2 separate regions of the Pan troglodytes genome follow, and region 1 is linked to region 2. Evidence: chromatin contacts called from public capture Hi-C data. All regions are on one chromosome and are shown on one strand. The core of a region is the stretch at or near the end of the contact, and the rest is flanking DNA. Distances in the headings are between cores, read along the strand shown. Region 1 overlaps PEBP4 (phosphatidylethanolamine binding protein 4). Region 2 overlaps BIN3 (bridging integrator 3).

What was found. Capture Hi-C pulls out chosen DNA fragments and counts their contacts.
Region 1: a capture Hi-C map of stem cell-derived neural stem cells shows a contact between it and region 2, with 9 times the contacts expected there. The contact joins two enhancer-like sites. A contact is called at or near these places in 4 of 7 Hi-C or Micro-C datasets (blood, induced pluripotent stem cells and stem cell-derived neural progenitor cells) and 1 of 1 other capture datasets (stem cell-derived neural stem cells).

The regions. Positions count from the first base shown.
Region 1 is chr7:31,244,129-31,247,980 of NHGRI_mPanTro3-v2.0_pri, reverse strand. All of the region lies in intron 3 of PEBP4 (phosphatidylethanolamine binding protein 4), which reads left to right. Among named protein-coding and RNA genes, the nearest start is that of PEBP4, 25 kb to the left of the region's middle. Within about 2 kb of position 2,275, at least 3 of the 24 cell types and tissues checked have an H3K27ac peak or open chromatin away from gene starts, as enhancers often do. A contact at or near this core is called in stem cell-derived neural stem cells, where this site is marked.
Region 2 is chr7:30,950,558-30,954,150 of NHGRI_mPanTro3-v2.0_pri, reverse strand. BIN3 (bridging integrator 3) reads left to right here. Exons shown (of 10, transcript XM_054657306.2): 8 at 807-948; 9 at 1,121-1,255. Among named protein-coding and RNA genes, the nearest start is that of CCAR2, 19 kb to the right of the region's middle. Within about 2 kb of position 1,755, at least 1 of the 24 cell types and tissues checked has an H3K27ac peak or open chromatin away from gene starts, as enhancers often do. A contact at or near this core is called in stem cell-derived neural stem cells, where this site is marked.

The sequences.
Region 1 (3,852 bases), core at 1,026-3,525, 290 kb before region 2:
TGGGGTGGGGAGAAAACGGATGTGGAACATAGAGATTTATGAGGAACACAGAGCTGTGGTCAAGAAAGCCAGGGAGAGTGAAGATTTTACAAAGGAAGATTTGATCGAAGCTGTGGGAAGAAGAAAAACATAGTATTCTACTACTACGGAACTATAGTTTATGGAAATGTAACAGACCTATAAGAAGGCAGATTCAGAGAGATTTGCCAAAGTGGTCAGTGAGTGCCACCTTATTCCATTCCTGGGCACTACTCGGACCTTTCATTTAAGTCTCCAAGTTAAGTATTTCTTTCATCAAGACTATTAGTGGCATGTGACAAAAAGTCAACTCAAATCGGCTTAAGCCAGAAAAGAGGGGGAAACATTGGTTCACAAAACTGAAAACTCCAGGGATAACTTCAGGCGAGGCTGGATCCAGGTGCTCAGTGTCACCAGGAATCTGTCTCTTGATTGTTTTTTTCTGTGCTGTTTTCATTTGTAAATAGAGTCTTTCCTTGTGACAAAGATGGCCCCAACAGCCTTAGGTTTGTGTTTGACCAATTTGTCAACCCCAGTGGAAATAGGGTTTTCCATCCATTAAAAGTCACAGGATTGGTCTCGCTTTGGTCTTGTGCCTATCCCTGAACCTAGCAGTGACCCTCTACAGCTCCCCTTAATCTACAAGGACTGAGAGTAGAGGAGGATGGTTGCCCTGAATGCAAGTCAAGGTGTGATTGATCAGATAAGGGTGAAAGGATGTTAGGTAGGAAATGCAAGGGCAGGTCCTATGGAAGTGAGTAATCTGGCCAAGTACAGAGCTGAAAGGTGCCAGAGCCAGAGTCAAAGCCAGGTCTGCCCAACTCCAGAGCCCATGGGCCTGGCCAGTGGGCCACTGGCAAGGGCTCTAAGGGAGACACCAGGGGGCGCTGGCACAGGCAGGGGTGGGCTGGCCGAAGGGAAGCTTTCCCTGGTTAGAATGGAAGGGGGTGGGCAGGAAGGATAGTTCTTCCTAGGGAAGGTGGTAGTTGGAGCTTCCCTTAAGGGAGAGGGCATGACTGGTGAGGCTGGAGGAGCAAGTGCTATCTGGGTCCCTCAAGAAAAGGGTGCGGGGAGCCTGAGTGTTTAGGACAGAGAAGAGCATGAAGGTATTTCTTCTGGGCCTGATGGAGAAGGGCACGAGTTGGTGACTGCTATGTGGGGATGGTGCATTGCTTCCAAGGTGACTGAAGCAATGCCACCAAAGCAGTGACTGCCAGTGGACATGCCTGGGAACACCCCCCCCCTCCCCCGCCCCCAGCAAACTCCAAAGCCCTGGAAAGAGGGGTGCAGCAGTGCCTCTGTGCCCACCAGAGAGCTTCCCACCTCCATATTCTGGCATTGGCCACTTCCCCATCCTTGGCGTCTTTGGACCCTGCTCCCGTCACAATGCTTCCTCCTCTAGGAAGCCTTCCCTGACTGCCTCCCTCTGGGCTCCACCTACATCCCTGGCTGATCTTTTCTTTCTCTGTGCTTTTAAAATGTTCCTACCCTCTAAACTGGGTTTTGACTTCCCTGTGTCTTGTGCTGTAGTTGCTCATTCCTGTCTCTCAAAGCTTCAAGCACTTTATAAGTTAGGAGAGAAAGACTATGTGTTGTTTTTCTTTGAGTCACCCGTGGGCCCCACCAGCACCTCAGATGCCATGCTGGCTGACTGGGTGACTAGGTGAGAGAGTGAACAGGTGAATGCATGAATTCATGAATGCATGAATGAATGAATGACATGTGGGAGAGCATCTCCTGGAGTGTGAGCTATGAGCTGTGTCAGCCCAACTGTTGGCCCTTTCAGCATCTGTTGAAGGAAAGCTGCTAAACCTAGTGAACCCAGGGCAGCAGGACTCTCTCCTCCCCCTAGGGGTGGGGTGTGAGCTGGGGGGTGGGTGGGGAAGCAGGCAGAGAAAGAGAGGAAGTCAGGCAGGTTCATGAGAAGGCAAAGTAACACAGGAAAACGTGGCTGGCTCCCGTGCCAGCTATGGCTGAGCGAGAGAGGTGTGGAAGTAAGAGGAAGCGTTTCTCCCCTGGCGCTCTGACAAACATGAAGAGGCAAACATTTAAAAATGCATCCCGTTCTCAAGCCAAGGAAAACTGAAAGGCCCCTGAGAAGCTTCTTGACTGGGGGCTTATTCTCCACCTTAAATTTCGCCAGCTGGAATCCTTTTGAAGTGCAGAAATTGCCTTTAAGTGGGGAATGTGCATTGCATTACAGGGAGGGAACAAAAGGCTGCCTCGGTCTGTCCCGCTCTCCCTGGAGTTTCCAATCAGGCTTGGCCCAGGCACTATTTCTTCTCCTCACAAAGCAGGTGGCCCTGAGTGCCCTATCCACCTGGGCCAGTGCATTTCATGCCAGCCCAGGCCTCTAGCCGCAGCCTCCCAGGGAGCACCTTCTCGCCCTCATTGGCCCATGGTGGAGACACAAGTTTCAACCCAAATTTTCTAGAGGCCTGGAACTCTCCTCTCTATAAGAGACCTCGGAACTCACAGGTCCACCGCCCCCACCAACCCTTCTCTGTATACACAGAGCAGAAAAATACAGGCTGCTGCAGTCACAAAATGATTAGCCGAGGAAGGACAGGGGGCTCCCAACACCCACAGCAATTCTAGAAGAACAGCCCCTAATGGATGGAGCAGAGACGTCTTCCAGTAGACTACATGTGGAGTCTCCTCTCCTACATGTGGAAGCGGTCAAGTGCAGGCCCACTGGCTCAGGGGACTGCAGCCGCCACGGACTATTTGGTGTTAGGGATGTGCGGTGACTCACTTCGTAAATATTACTGAACACACTGTGCATCAGGCACCATGTCAGTGCTATTGATTCAGAGACGAAAGACACTATCACGGAGCTTGCAGTATAGCTGGGGAGATAGACAGGTAGTGGGCAAGCATGGGGACACAGGGTGTCAGTGAGCCAGGACCCAGCAAGGGACAGATGGGAGCCAGGATGGTGAGGTGAGGGATGAGGCTTGTGGTGGGGTCGGGGGTCGGGGCGGGTAGGGCAGGGGCACATCCATGGTTAGGAGCCAAGAACTTCATGGCCCTGGTGTGGAGTTTAGAGTTTATCTTAAAGTTTGGCTGGTGGCTGGGGGAGGAGAGTCACCATTTGATTTTTAGGCTGGTAAATGTGATCAGATTTGCAATTTGGGAAGGTCACTCCAGCAGCAGGTGGAAGAATGGAAGAAAGGTAAGATTGAAGGCAAGGTGCCCACCCTGCAACCTAGGTGATGGCATGGACCATGGGCTGGGCTTAAAAGATGTTAAGGATGGGGAACCCATAGAGCTTGGGGGCTGTGGGGATATTGGGGAGAGGGAGAGTCCAGATGACCCTCGGGTTTCTGTGATGAGCAGGCGAGTGGGTAACAATGAGGTTGAGTATATAATTTCTCATCTAAGACAGGACCCTTTTGAGACTAAAGGGGGGTGCTGTTAATAGTTATGCCAGGACAATGTGTGTCATTAGGCACGGCGCTGGCAAGCTGGGGTATATGTTAACTCTAATAACGGTGCCTTCACCAAGAAGGGGACACAGAGAAGCACTGGGTTTTTTACAGGGATGGCAGCCATTGGCACCGAATTCTGCACAGAAACCCATAGAGTTTGAGGAGGCTGTAGCATCCAGAGGTAGCTGCCCGAGAGGCAGGTCGGCCATCTGACTCCAGAAGAGAAGGCAGGGCTGGGCACCTGGGTCTGCATCCTCAGTGTTCCAGCAGGGGTGGACTCTGAGAGGCAGACAGGTTTACCTGTGGGTAGGCTCTGCTATGCTCAACAGCAGCCAGCCAGAGAGGTTGGGTGAGGCCACAGGAAATGCACGCTCTGCCTTACCCCAGCAAGCTACTGGTTACC
Region 2 (3,593 bases), core at 506-3,005:
CGTCGACTGCTGCTCTCTCTGAGGGCCACTCCTCTGAGTCTCCCACGCGGTCCCTTCTAGTCACAGTGGGGTAGTAGGAGGTCCTCAGGGCATTTTCCTGAAGCAGCTGGTTGGAACTTTGGCCGTTCCAATGGCAGAGCCAGAGGATTTCTGCTGCTTTCATGTTGCCAAGGAGCCCTTGAAGGAGAAGGTGCCCTGGGGCAGGGGTGAGTTCAGATTTCAGTTCTGCCACCTGCCAGTGGCACTGTGAGGGCTGGAAAGGGTGCCAGACAGAGAATGTGGACACCTATGTTCTCTTCTAGACCTTCTCTGCCTCATCGTGACTTTGGATGAGTCATAGGTCATCTCTGTCCTCAGTTTCCCTCCTTTTTAAAAGTGAGGTGGCCAGATGACTTCAAGGCACCTTCCCCACCATCCCCTAGTCCGTTGTGTGATAAAGCTCACAGGAGGTGGGGGTCAGGGCACCCTTCATTCCTGGGCCACCCTGTGCCACCCAGCTCCCTGGACCTGGCCCACAACCCCACCTCCTCTCATCTGCCCTCACCCCATGACATTGTCCACGTTCGCACAAGCTCCAGGGGACAAGGCCTCATCTGTCTTGTTCACGGTGAACTCCCCAAGACCTAGAGCAGGGTCTGGCGCTTGGTAGGTGCTCAGGGCACATTTTTGGACAAGTGAGTGCTGGCCAGGACGCCCCTCCAAGAGCGGACCCATCTCCAGCCAGGCCACCCCTCCAAGAGCAGACCCATCTCCAGCCAGGCCACCCCTTCAAGAACGGGCCCATCTCCAGCCAGCTTGTCCCACAGGTTCGGCAGTGTCTTCCCGAGCCTCAACATGGCGGTGAAGAGGCGGGAACAGGCCTTGCAGGACTACAGGAGGCTGCAGGCCAAGGTGGAGAAGTATGAGGAAAAGGAGAAGACGGGGCCAGTGCTGGCCAAGCTCCACCAGGTACCAGGGGAGACAGGCGGGCAGGGGCTAGACAGGTGGGCCATCGTGGTCACCTGTGGTAAGTCCCTCCCCTCACCTGGGGGCACCAAGACACCAGACGTCCCCACCCCACCCATCCCGTATCCGGCACCCAGCAGTGAGAGAGTTTCGACACCCAGGTCTTGTTCCCTAGGCACGAGAGGAGCTGCGGCCTGTACGGGAGGACTTTGAAGCCAAGAACAGGCAGCTGCTGGAGGAGATGCCGCGCTTCTACGGCAGCCGCCTCGACTACTTCCAGCCCAGCTTCGAGTCCCTCATCCGAGCTCAGGTGAGGCCGCCAGGTGCTCTTCCCCTGGGCTTGGTATACACAGCTCATGCCACTCCCTGTCACCCACACTGGAAGGGTGGCTTAGCCATTCTCCGTAAAGACAGGGCACCCACCCCAGGCAAAGCCCTGAAGGAATTCATTCCATTACCAGAGTCCCAGGCTCAGCGACTTGGGGACCCTGTCTGCTGTTAGAGTCCTCACATTGCTCTCTGGTAAATCCCAGACCAGGAATGGCCGAGGTTCCCTTTTTGTCCAGCAGTTCCCCCATGGATCTCTCTACATTTCACCATAAGTAGCTCCTCTGCCCCGCACCCTCAAGTGGGCAGTTTCTTGGCCCAGGGTGGTGCCGAGAAGAAAGGGATCTGGAGAATGGAGGCCTTTTCTGAGGACTCAGCTCCCCTCCCCTGCCTACTGTGAGCCAGTCTTTTTAGCAGGAAACGGCGGGAGTCCTGCCTTGGAACCACTAAGGAAGGGGGCTCCAGAGCCCTGGGGAGAGCCACAGTCAGGGCTGCTCCTAGGGCCCTGGGGTGGAAAGGCAGGCCTGGAGGCATGGGGGCGCCACTGGGGGTCAGACACGGGCCAGGCCCCAGCGTCTCCTTCCACTCGGGGACGGGAGGACACGGAGTGGCATGCTCCTCACCCTCCTCCATCTTCAAGCCTTTAGGAAGGATTGTTCCCCCCAACTGGCAAAATAGAAAAGGGTGGGCACCCATGCCAGAAGCGGGTCCCTTCCACACAGGACCCTGCTGATGGCTTGCGCTCAGCAACAGCCTTAGTACCCCAACACCCGTGGCACCCTGCCAGGTCCCTGTGGCTCTGCCCCTCCTGGCCCGGGTGGTCTGAGCGTGGCTGGGCGTCTGGCGCCCTCCAGTGGCCATTTCCTGCAGGCCCGTAGTCGCAGCCGTGAAGTCTGGCCAGTGCACACCCACCCTGCCGGGCCAAAGTCAGGGTGGCCACCTGCCCCAGTCAGGACACCTGAGCAGGGTTCATGCCGGGGTGGGGCCTTGTCAGTGACCCACGTACTTGGTCCTGTGCCATACTTAGGGGGCAGTGAGACCTAGAGCCTCCTGCAGGAGGAGGTGGGGACTTCTCCTGACACTTGCTCCTGCAGCGAGGGCTCCCTCCAGCCGCCCCATTGGGTTCACGGGAGACCTGGGCCTGCCTCTTCCTCACTGTCACCTGGGTGCTGCCCTGCACCCTCCCTCCTGTTGCTCACAGGAGGAAGCCACAGGGTGCCAGGCTCCCGCATGTCCAGGTTGGAGCAGATGGGAGGCCAGGGATGCCCTTTAACCAGGCAGCATTGCTGGGGGCTGTTGACTGCCTCTTGGGCCCCAGCCTCCCCCTCGCCCGCCCGGCTGCCATTAGTCATGGAGAAGTGAGTATTCCCAGTGACTCAGCACACAGTGGCTTGGGCAGGGAGTGGGGGCAGGGTGGGCCGCCCCCAACCCAGAGGTGACAGCAGTGTGTTGAGACCAGCTCACTTTAGCACCCCCTCGGCCGGCGGAAATCTCGCCTCAGGAGTATCAGCCGTGGGTCCCCGCCCCACCTGGCATTTCCCACAAGGTCCCCTTAGTGTCTAGAGCTCCTCCTCATGTCTAGAGTGAAACGTGGAAGCTTTCAGGAAACTGCATGTTTTCATTGGGTCATGAGGTAGAAACTGAGGCAGAAGTGGCCCCTATTGTCTGTGGAAAAGCCCCTGGTCCTCAGCCATCTGGGAGAATTGACGGGCTTCCCCATTCCTCCACCTGCCCCACCCTCAACCCTGTGTCCCCTCCCATACCATTTCTGGTGCCTCCCTAGAGGGACCCTGGCAGTGAACCTGGCCTCTGAGCTGTCCCCCTGGCCACGCAGCTTGGGCCATGAGCAAGGGTGGGATGCAAGTTGGGAGGGAACAGAAGGCTAGACGGGCATCCCCTTTCTTGCCTGTGCCTCTAAAGCTGGCTTAGGGCTTTGGGAGCCACCAGCCTACCATGCTGTCTTTCTGCCATGGACAAAAGCCTTGGGTTCTCCCCTAGCTTACAAAAAGCAGTAAAACTCCAGTCATGGTGCCCATCATTCCACAGTCGCCCTAGGAGGCCCATGCCTTCCTGCACCTGCTGCTGGGGGAACCAGGAGCCCAAAGCAGGGGCGCCTCCACCTCCAGCCACTGAGGCCCTGTTGCTCCCCGGCTCCTTTTGGTTCAGTCTCAGCTAGAGCCCTTCCGTGCCCTGCATATCCCCAAAGGCACGCTGCTGCACAGCTCCAGATGGGTAAGGGCAGGGGGTAGCAGAGAAGTGTGAGCCTCTGGCCCCCTGAAGCACACGGTTCCCTGGAGCCAGCACGTGCCAACCCCTGTCGC